2 separate regions of the Gasterosteus aculeatus genome follow, and region 1 is linked to region 2. Evidence: chromatin contacts called from public Hi-C data. All regions are on one chromosome and are shown on one strand. Each heading gives the region's core, a stretch centred on a gene start, on an enhancer-like site or on the middle of the called end of the contact. The rest is flanking DNA. Distances are from core to core; before and after follow the strand shown. Region 1 overlaps LOC120834422 (sterile alpha motif domain-containing protein 9). Region 2 holds the start of gli2a (GLI family zinc finger 2a).

The links. Hi-C and Micro-C count contacts between places; a contact is called where the count stands out from the background.
Region 1: a Hi-C map of liver shows a contact between it and region 2, with 4 times the contacts expected there. The contact joins the enhancer-like site here to the promoter of gli2a in region 2. A contact is called at or near these places in 5 of 6 Hi-C or Micro-C datasets (liver, skeletal muscle, tail fin and 1 more).

What each region holds. Positions count from the first base shown.
Region 1 is chr16:2,012,608-2,016,681 of fGasAcu3.hap1.1, reverse strand. LOC120834422 (sterile alpha motif domain-containing protein 9) reads left to right here. Exons shown (of 4, transcript XM_078090663.1): 4 at 1-1,178. The coding sequence ends at 305. Among protein-coding and RNA genes, the nearest start is that of LOC120834422, 9.4 kb to the left of the region's middle. Within about 2 kb of position 1,996, at least 3 of the 9 cell types and tissues checked have open chromatin away from gene starts, as enhancers often do.
Region 2 is chr16:1,928,941-1,932,936 of fGasAcu3.hap1.1, reverse strand. gli2a (GLI family zinc finger 2a) reads right to left here and starts at 2,165. Exons shown (of 14, transcript XM_040201991.2): 1 at 1,640-2,165.

The DNA.
Region 1 (4,074 bases), core at 747-3,246, 84 kb before region 2:
AGGGCTATGAACGACTGGTACACCTAGGGGAGATCAGAAGGTACGTCAGGGCTGGGGAAGAAGATTTCACATTAATGTGGGAAAATGGAAAAATATGGCAAGAGAAGCAGGTAAAGGAGCGCCTCTGCAGGTTAACTGGCCAAGTGAGGGACAAGAGGATTCTGGCAGATACTTGTATCCCTGGTCTGAAGTTGGAAATCACCCCAATGTTTCAAAGTCAGCTTAGTGGGCATGCCCAGGAGACCGAAGTGTCCTTCTTTATCGGTTTCTCGATGAAAGGCCCGGTTGCACTCGACATTAAGTGAACTTTGAAAGCAGCCTGTTCCAACATGCTGTATCTTTCAGCTATTAATTGTGGACTCATTGGTGTCATTACACACTTGCAATATTAATGAATGTAACACAATATTATGTTTTTTTGTGCATCCCTGGCTCTGCACATTACATTAGTTTCACTCTTTTGTAAGGGACACATTTGTTAAGTAATGCATTAAAAGCTAACATCTTAAATATTGTGTATTTGTACTGTAACCCTGTAGTGTATGTTGATTAAATGTAAATATGATTAATTTTATAAAAGGTGTATGATACACGATTCAGAGCATTGATAGCAGCAAACAACCTTTATCTATGTAAGGATACAGAGGAATAATGTCTATCTGAGCAAAGAAGTCTCAGCAATATTGCCGCCGTTTTCACTGCTAGCAACAATAGCACTGTTAGCACCGTTAGCACCATTTGCTGACACAACAGGAATGCTCTATGTTTTTTCTTTTTCTTCACATATATATTAACTACTGTTCTTTATTCATTGGATGAATGTGTACAGCAGCTTAATATTCAATGAAATACTTTTGAAAGGTATGTTTTACTTTAGTCAAATTAGGAATTTGCAATGTTTTACCTGTAGTATATTTGTGTGTTTGTTTGATATTTGATTATTGATAATTAACTTAAAAGAAAACTTTTGCAAAATGTTTTACTTACACAAAAACAACGCTTGTAATTAATTCATCTTTTTTTCAATACAATAACGAAATGTAATTTTTGGGGGTAGATTGTGTGTTTTAATTGTAAACTTGATTTTGATTGATGTATAGCAATTATTTTGCATACCATGAAAAAGAATGACATTAATTTTTGCATTACCTTTTTAATAAAGATGAACTACAACATGACCATGTATGACATTTTAAATTCTACTGCACTATGTGCTCAAGCTCTTGCTATCCAGTCAACACTCATGGTGGACTGTCGGGCATCTCTCCAAGGGATTTAGTTTACCTGCCTCAGCTACTAATGTGGTTATAGAAACACAATATAGATTCACATTACCTGTATCACACACAGGAGGGCGCCACAACGCCAGAGATGATAAAACCCACTTACAGAGTGTAATTGCCCAACATACAACTTAAACAAAACAATAGATTCCTAGAGACCAATAACCAGCATAAAAAACTAAACATCATTTATATTCTGTCCCACTGTAGTATGCAATGAAACCCTGACTTAAAAGAGAAAACCGTATTCTTATGCAACTCATTTATATACTGTATAGAGTATGACTTACGACCCAGTAGTGTGATGTCCTGAAAACCAACCTGTTAAGACCAAAGGCTGAGATGCAAAAAGCAGCTCACTGAATACCAATACATCCTAAAATGGCCTCATTTAGAGTGCATAGCGACAAGAGACAGATGGTTAAACGTGAACTTGAGGATGGAGGATGAGAATGGTGCATCCCCATGGCAGGCGATGGCGTCCCAGGGTCACCAACCAGAAGATCTCCCACCTCCCTGTTTGATGGACAGTCTGACTTTGTGTCATCTGAGGTTTGAATGCACATCAGGGCATTTCCTGTTCCTCACGCTGTTGGTTTTATGGACAGAGGCAAGGCTGTTAAAGCTCCTGCTGGGTTAATGCAGCTGCTGCGTTGCCATGTGGGTCGGGATGACTAGCGCGGTGTGGAGCCTGGTCCTGAATATGTATGCTGCTTTCTGGCCTCTGTGAGCGCAGCGTCTCCCCCCTCAGGAGACAAGCGTAGTCCGTGTCTCATTGGTGTCAGAGCGGCAGATGGCTCAACAAGTGACAAACTTCTGTACAAGGTGCTAAGTGGTCATTCGATGGGAGATAGCATATCAACAACAACAAATCATTAGCATCTGTTCATTTATCAAATGTTTTGACACATTGAGTTCCATCCAACATAGGACAGGTATTATCATAAGTATTATTAGTGGCTCATGCTGTGTCATATGCTGCGTAGTAGTACGTAGTAGTAGTTTGGCAGATTTACAAAAGCAATTCTGTGGGTCAAAAGGTCATTCCATGGATTGTGTGTCCTTCCTTCAGCATGGTGGAGTTAAAGGCCGCTTTGGATACCAAACAGGTAAAGATTCATGAGAAGACCGGGATGCAATTTCAGCGCTCAGAGAAAGACGAAGGTTGACCACCTGAGGGTCCTGAATTGCTACATTCTGCAAGCACAACCTGAAACCTGCACCTCTGGTGTAGAGGGTCAACATGGTCCAAATGTGCGGAAACTAGATTTACCTGCACATCCGTGTCACAGACAGGTGAGATAATACATCTTCATTAAAGCGATCATGTTGCTGTATCATTCAGCTGTGGCTCCAAAGCATCACACATCTTAAATCATCACATATTGTGTTTAACTCACTTCTCTATGTTGCAAAATCAGAATGTTTGCCTCGCAGGGCTGTACATCCTTTGCTCATTCACCACCTGACAGGAGAAAAAACTCCCAATAAACCCTCTTTGGGGAGAAAATTGGAAGAAATCCATAAAAGACGGCAATTAGAATCCGGCCCCAGGTCTTAATGTTACATCGTGGCAGGATGTTAATGTGTGCAGTAATTGTATGACTTACATATGTTTGATTCATATTGCAAGTATTTCATCTAACATGCTAATGTAATAACTAATATCGAATAACACACAAACTACAACCCTAGTTTTACTGACTCCCACATTGGTGTTCCTGGCTCAATAAAAACTAGCAACTTTTAGAAGAAATGGAGCCGACTGTCAGACAGTATTGAGATTGTGATTTCTGCCTCCTGGTGAAACTCGGTAGCGAGGTCTCATTGGACGAGGGCATGGACACCCCAGGGGTCCTGTGCTCTGACATGAGCTCAGAAGAACCAGCGCCGTCCTGCAAATGATCCTGGTCCGGCTGCGTCGGTGTGAATCAGACAACCGACTCTCCAGCCTTCCGTCCAAGTGCGCTCGCTGTGAGCAGGTACGAACAAAGGGCTGCGTATGCAAGGAACTTAGCTGCTGTGTTTTGCGTTGCATGCTGTTGCTCAGAGTAGGTTTTGATCACGTGGAGAGACACAGATCGCTGGAAGTCGATCTGTTAAAAGCACACAGCCGCTCATTGCACATTTCAGTCTGCCAGTCGTGTGTCTGTGTGATGAAGCAACAGGTATCGTGTCTCACTGCCTCAGCTACCATTTACTTTGCTTTGAGTCTTTCTACCTCGGTTTTATTATTTGAAATCACACACACAAAGATTTAGCTGTTTAACACGTGGTGAATGAACGTGACCGGACCCCCATCCAGTAGCCACACGTGGGCTCGCGTGAGAGATAAACCCACCAGGGTAGTTTTCTTAGTTCTCTTTGTTATAAACTATATACTATATATATATATCCATCCATTGTCAAACCGCTTTATATATATATATATATATATATATATATATATATATATATAGTTTTCTCCAACCTTCACTGTTCACTCCTGATTATTGACCTATTGTCAACAAACAAGAGCTGACGGTTATTAATCATGTGTAGAACGTTCTTTAAGGCTTGGGAGAAAGTTCAGTAAAAGATCATTTCACTGGCTGTAATTACAAGCGCGTCATGTATGTTGTACATCATGTGGCCTGTGAGGGTGGAAGTGATTTTGACGCACTCCTTCCTCCCTGCAGAGAGCGCATCAGAGCTGTCTAACTGATCCCAGCTCACGGCCGGTCCGACTAAGGCCTTTGTTGCAGGAAAATAAAAGTTCTCTCTACTCTCTCTGTCTCTCTCCCTTCCTTTG
Region 2 (3,996 bases), core at 916-3,415:
CTTTTCTGAGTTTACTCAGCAGGAGTAGGTGGTTGTGGTGGGTGAGGAGGAATGGGGGGGGGCTCCTCCCCCTCCTCAGAGTCACTCTGACTTCACCCGCTCCTCCAACCCTCCTTTCTGTCCCTGTACGCTAGACTTCATCGGTATTTGCTTTCAAAAGAGAGCTGTACCCCTCCCCACCCCTCAAACTCCTCCTCCTTGGTCCACACACACACACACACACACACACACACACACACACACACACACACACACACACACACACACACACACACACCTTTTCCAGTATTTGGTTCATTAAATTTGGTGCGAACTTTCAGAAAAGAAGCAAAAAGAAAAAGAAAAAGCGGGAGGCAGATCAATAAAGTGAGGCCTGTGCACAGAGGCGATGTGTGAAAACGGGGGCTGAAGCAGCGGACAACAGGCACACAGGCCTGGGGAGATGAAAGTGACATGGCCACTATGGGTCTCCCCCTGAATGAGCTGAATAGGCTCATCCATTCTTCGCTCCTTTCACTCTCCGTCGGCCCTAACTGTTGGAACTCTTCATTCCTCACAATGGCCAAATGCACTAAAACTTTTTCTTTTTTTTTCTCATGCAAATCAGCTCGGCTGTGACCGGGGTTGTCATCATGTGAAGCGGAAAATACACATGCACAAAAGTCTCGGCCGGTTTAAAACATGCATATTATTTGAAACATTTTCCAAACTATTCCTTTTTTTTAACAAGATGAATTCTTCTTAATCTTAACTCATCATTTTGAAAACACATTCCAACTTCACAACTGATTTTTTCTTTAAATATTAAAAAAAAAAATCCAAGGAGGGGAGTCCAGCATGTTTGCAAACAACTCTGTGTTATTTTGGAAAAGCTTTAAGAAAAAGGCCAAAAGAAGCGGCGGCAGAAGTGAGACTAGAGCGCACACATGAGTTTGGAGATCATTAGCAGCGCCCGTTAGATGGAGGAAAAGCCAACAGCAAATATGGCTGCTTAAGGGCCCCACAAAGGCGTCAAGTGTTTGTTGACTGCTCAGGCTGCAGAGCAAACAGTCAACTTTGAATCTTTCAACAAGAAGTACACATCTCCCACAGGCCGGTCCCGGGCCCACGGGCCCACGTCCCCACGCGGAGACTCCTGCTCGGTGCTTCTTTGCTTTGTGGCGTTAAGAGATTAGAAAGCAAAGGTCTCCGAAATGCGTAATGAGCCTAATGGTTTTATCAGTTTCTTCCATTCACAGAAAGGTGGAATGATGGAAACAGATGTTGTAAAATATTTATTTTAATTGGATTTAGATTGTGAGATCCCGCTCAGTTCACTTGAGTGGAAAACCATTAGAACGGTCACTGGTAGAACTATTAAAAGCTTCTGCGGGAGGCGCCGAGCTCCCCGAACGCATCTCCTCCCTTGATGGATCGAGTTGCAGGACGAAACATTTCTAGGATTCCTGTGTCAGATAAGTTCAAAGTGCAAATGAGACGTGAAGCCGCTGACACGCGGGGCGACACAGAACATGAGAGCAACGGGGGAGGAGAGCCCCGGTGAAACGCTGGCAAACACACCAAGTGAACACAAGCGCACGGGAGGGGGCCGCGGCGCAAACCCAGCGGCGCTGTCAGCGTCGCGCTAAAGTGCGCTTACCTTTCCGCCGCGTCTTGCTTTCACTTCCCAACCGCCCCAGGCTCTTTTATGGGGTCCGAGGAAAACTTTGCCCTGGAGTGGGGGGGGGGGGGGGTCCCGTAGACTAGGAGCGGACTGGCACCGCGGGGGGGAGCGCGACGTGCAGACGAGCCTCTCCGCACTCCATGAACCGGGTCGCGGGCGGAAGTTTTGGAGCCGCTCAAAGTTCGCTCTGTGCGCCGCGGAGCCGCTTCGGTGCGCGAGTCGAGTTCAACTTTTTCTTACAATCCATCTTCTCCCATGACGCGCGTGTTTGTGCGCGCTTCAGCCAACTAACGTGAAGCGTTCACGCCCCAGGCTTGTTGCCGGGATTCTTTCTTTTCTCTGCGCGTGAAAGTTTGGGAGTAAATGCGGTTTGGCTTCAGTCGGCAGTTGTTGCAGAGGCATGCGGTGGTGTGGAGATCTCCAGGCTGCTGAACTGTTTTCAATCTCCCCCCTCACCCTCTATCTCCTCCCCCCTCTTTACCATCTCCCCCCCCCTCCCTCACTCCCCCCCTCGCTCCCTGGTGAGTTGGGCCATTTGCCGCACCAGATGGGCCCGGCTAACTCTTTCCAGCAGTTGCAGATAAAGTTTCATTCATAGTTCGGTTGTTTTTTCTTCTTTCTTGACGCAGGTTAGCGCACAAGTCCCGTCGCATTGGATTCAGAAGGAAACGCAAAGAGTTGCATTGGAAAAAAAAAAGAGCTCGCGCAGCTCGAGTTGTGTTGCTTTTGTGCGGTGATTGTGTGAGTGGGTGGACAGATCGTCAACACAACCAACCATCACATCCAGACCTCATGGTTCCAGCCAGCGGGGGACACACAACGATGTCCGTGATTCAGAGGCTTTATTCCCATGCGTCCTCCTCTGGTGTGGATCCTTTCATTCAGCATTTATGATGCCATTCATGTAGATTCCATATAGAAAGTCAGCCCGACTTTGCTAGACGGGCGTTTTAAATGCTCGTTTGCTGTTTTTATTTTTGTATTAATTGTCTTTTTTTTTTTTTAAAGAAAAAGAGAAAATGAGCTGCGCGCTGTGTGTGAACGACGCGTTTATCATTTCAAGATAGATAGAGCTTTTCATTTACAGTTAGTATTTAGTTATTTACTCTTAAGTAGTATTGTTTAATTGTTTTGGTTTGATTTAATTCAATGTTTCCTGTTTCGGTCAATTAAGTTTAATTTTGTGTCGTTATTTAAGTGTGCGTAGTTTTAATAATTAGTTGGATTATTATTTGGGTAATATTGTGGGCACCTGGAGGAAATTAAGCGCACAGCCAGGTGTAGGACCGGCATGCACCGGGGGAGCTACGGTTGTCCTGCTTGGTCAATCCGCTGACTTGCTGCGTAAAAGGGACGAAGTAGCGGTGCATCAGTGGCCCTTTGATTCAACTTGTTTATTGAGCCCAAAGAAAAATGTGTGAACGTTCTAAAACACACTAAAAAACCTTATTAGATTATCGAGAGTCCAAGTGTCTCACAGTGCTTCATTCTGTCACTCCAATTCATCAAAACTTCTTTTGTGTGTCTGTCACGTTTCACATAAATATTTAAATACCAATGTACTTGGGATCCTGGAGGACTGCTGTCAAAACAAAACGTATTATTATTATAATCCAAATCGGAATCGGAATCCGCTCTATTCGCCACGTATACTCGTGCATACATGCAATTTGACCCTGGTTACATGCAAAGACACAGTATATTTCATAACAAGAAATATACACAATAAAAAGACATTAAAAAAAAAGTTTTTTTATGACCATACGATATATGAATAACTATTGAAAAGTAAATATAGTGTCACAAACAGCGACATTGAATATGGAATGAATGAAGATGCAAAAGGTGGTAATAGTGCAAAAAAGGTGATTTATTTGTCCAGAGAGACGCTCTGAGCGTAGAAGGAGTTTGTGTCTGGTGGTTTTGGCGTGAAGTGCTCTGTAGCGCCTACGAGAGGGGAGGAGTCCAGACAGGTTGTGTCCACGGTGTGAAGGTCTGCAGGGATGGTTCCTGCCCTGTTTCCTGACTCTGTACAAGTCCAGGATGCAGGGCAGGCTGGAGCCGTGATCCCCTCTGCACACCTGATCCAAACCACGCACAGCCTGAAGGACAGAGAGCAGACTGGATGATATCTGGATGAAGTAGAACCGGACCAGCAGCTCCCGAGGGAGGGTAAACTTCCTGAGCTGGTGCAGGAGGTCAACTTCTGCCGGGCCTTCTTCCTGATGTTGGAGGCCCACTTCAGCTCCCTGGAGATTGTGGAGAGACTTGAAGGTTTCCACAGCAGACAGTGCTGTTAAGTATGGTGAGGGGGGCAGTGATGGGGGTCTTCT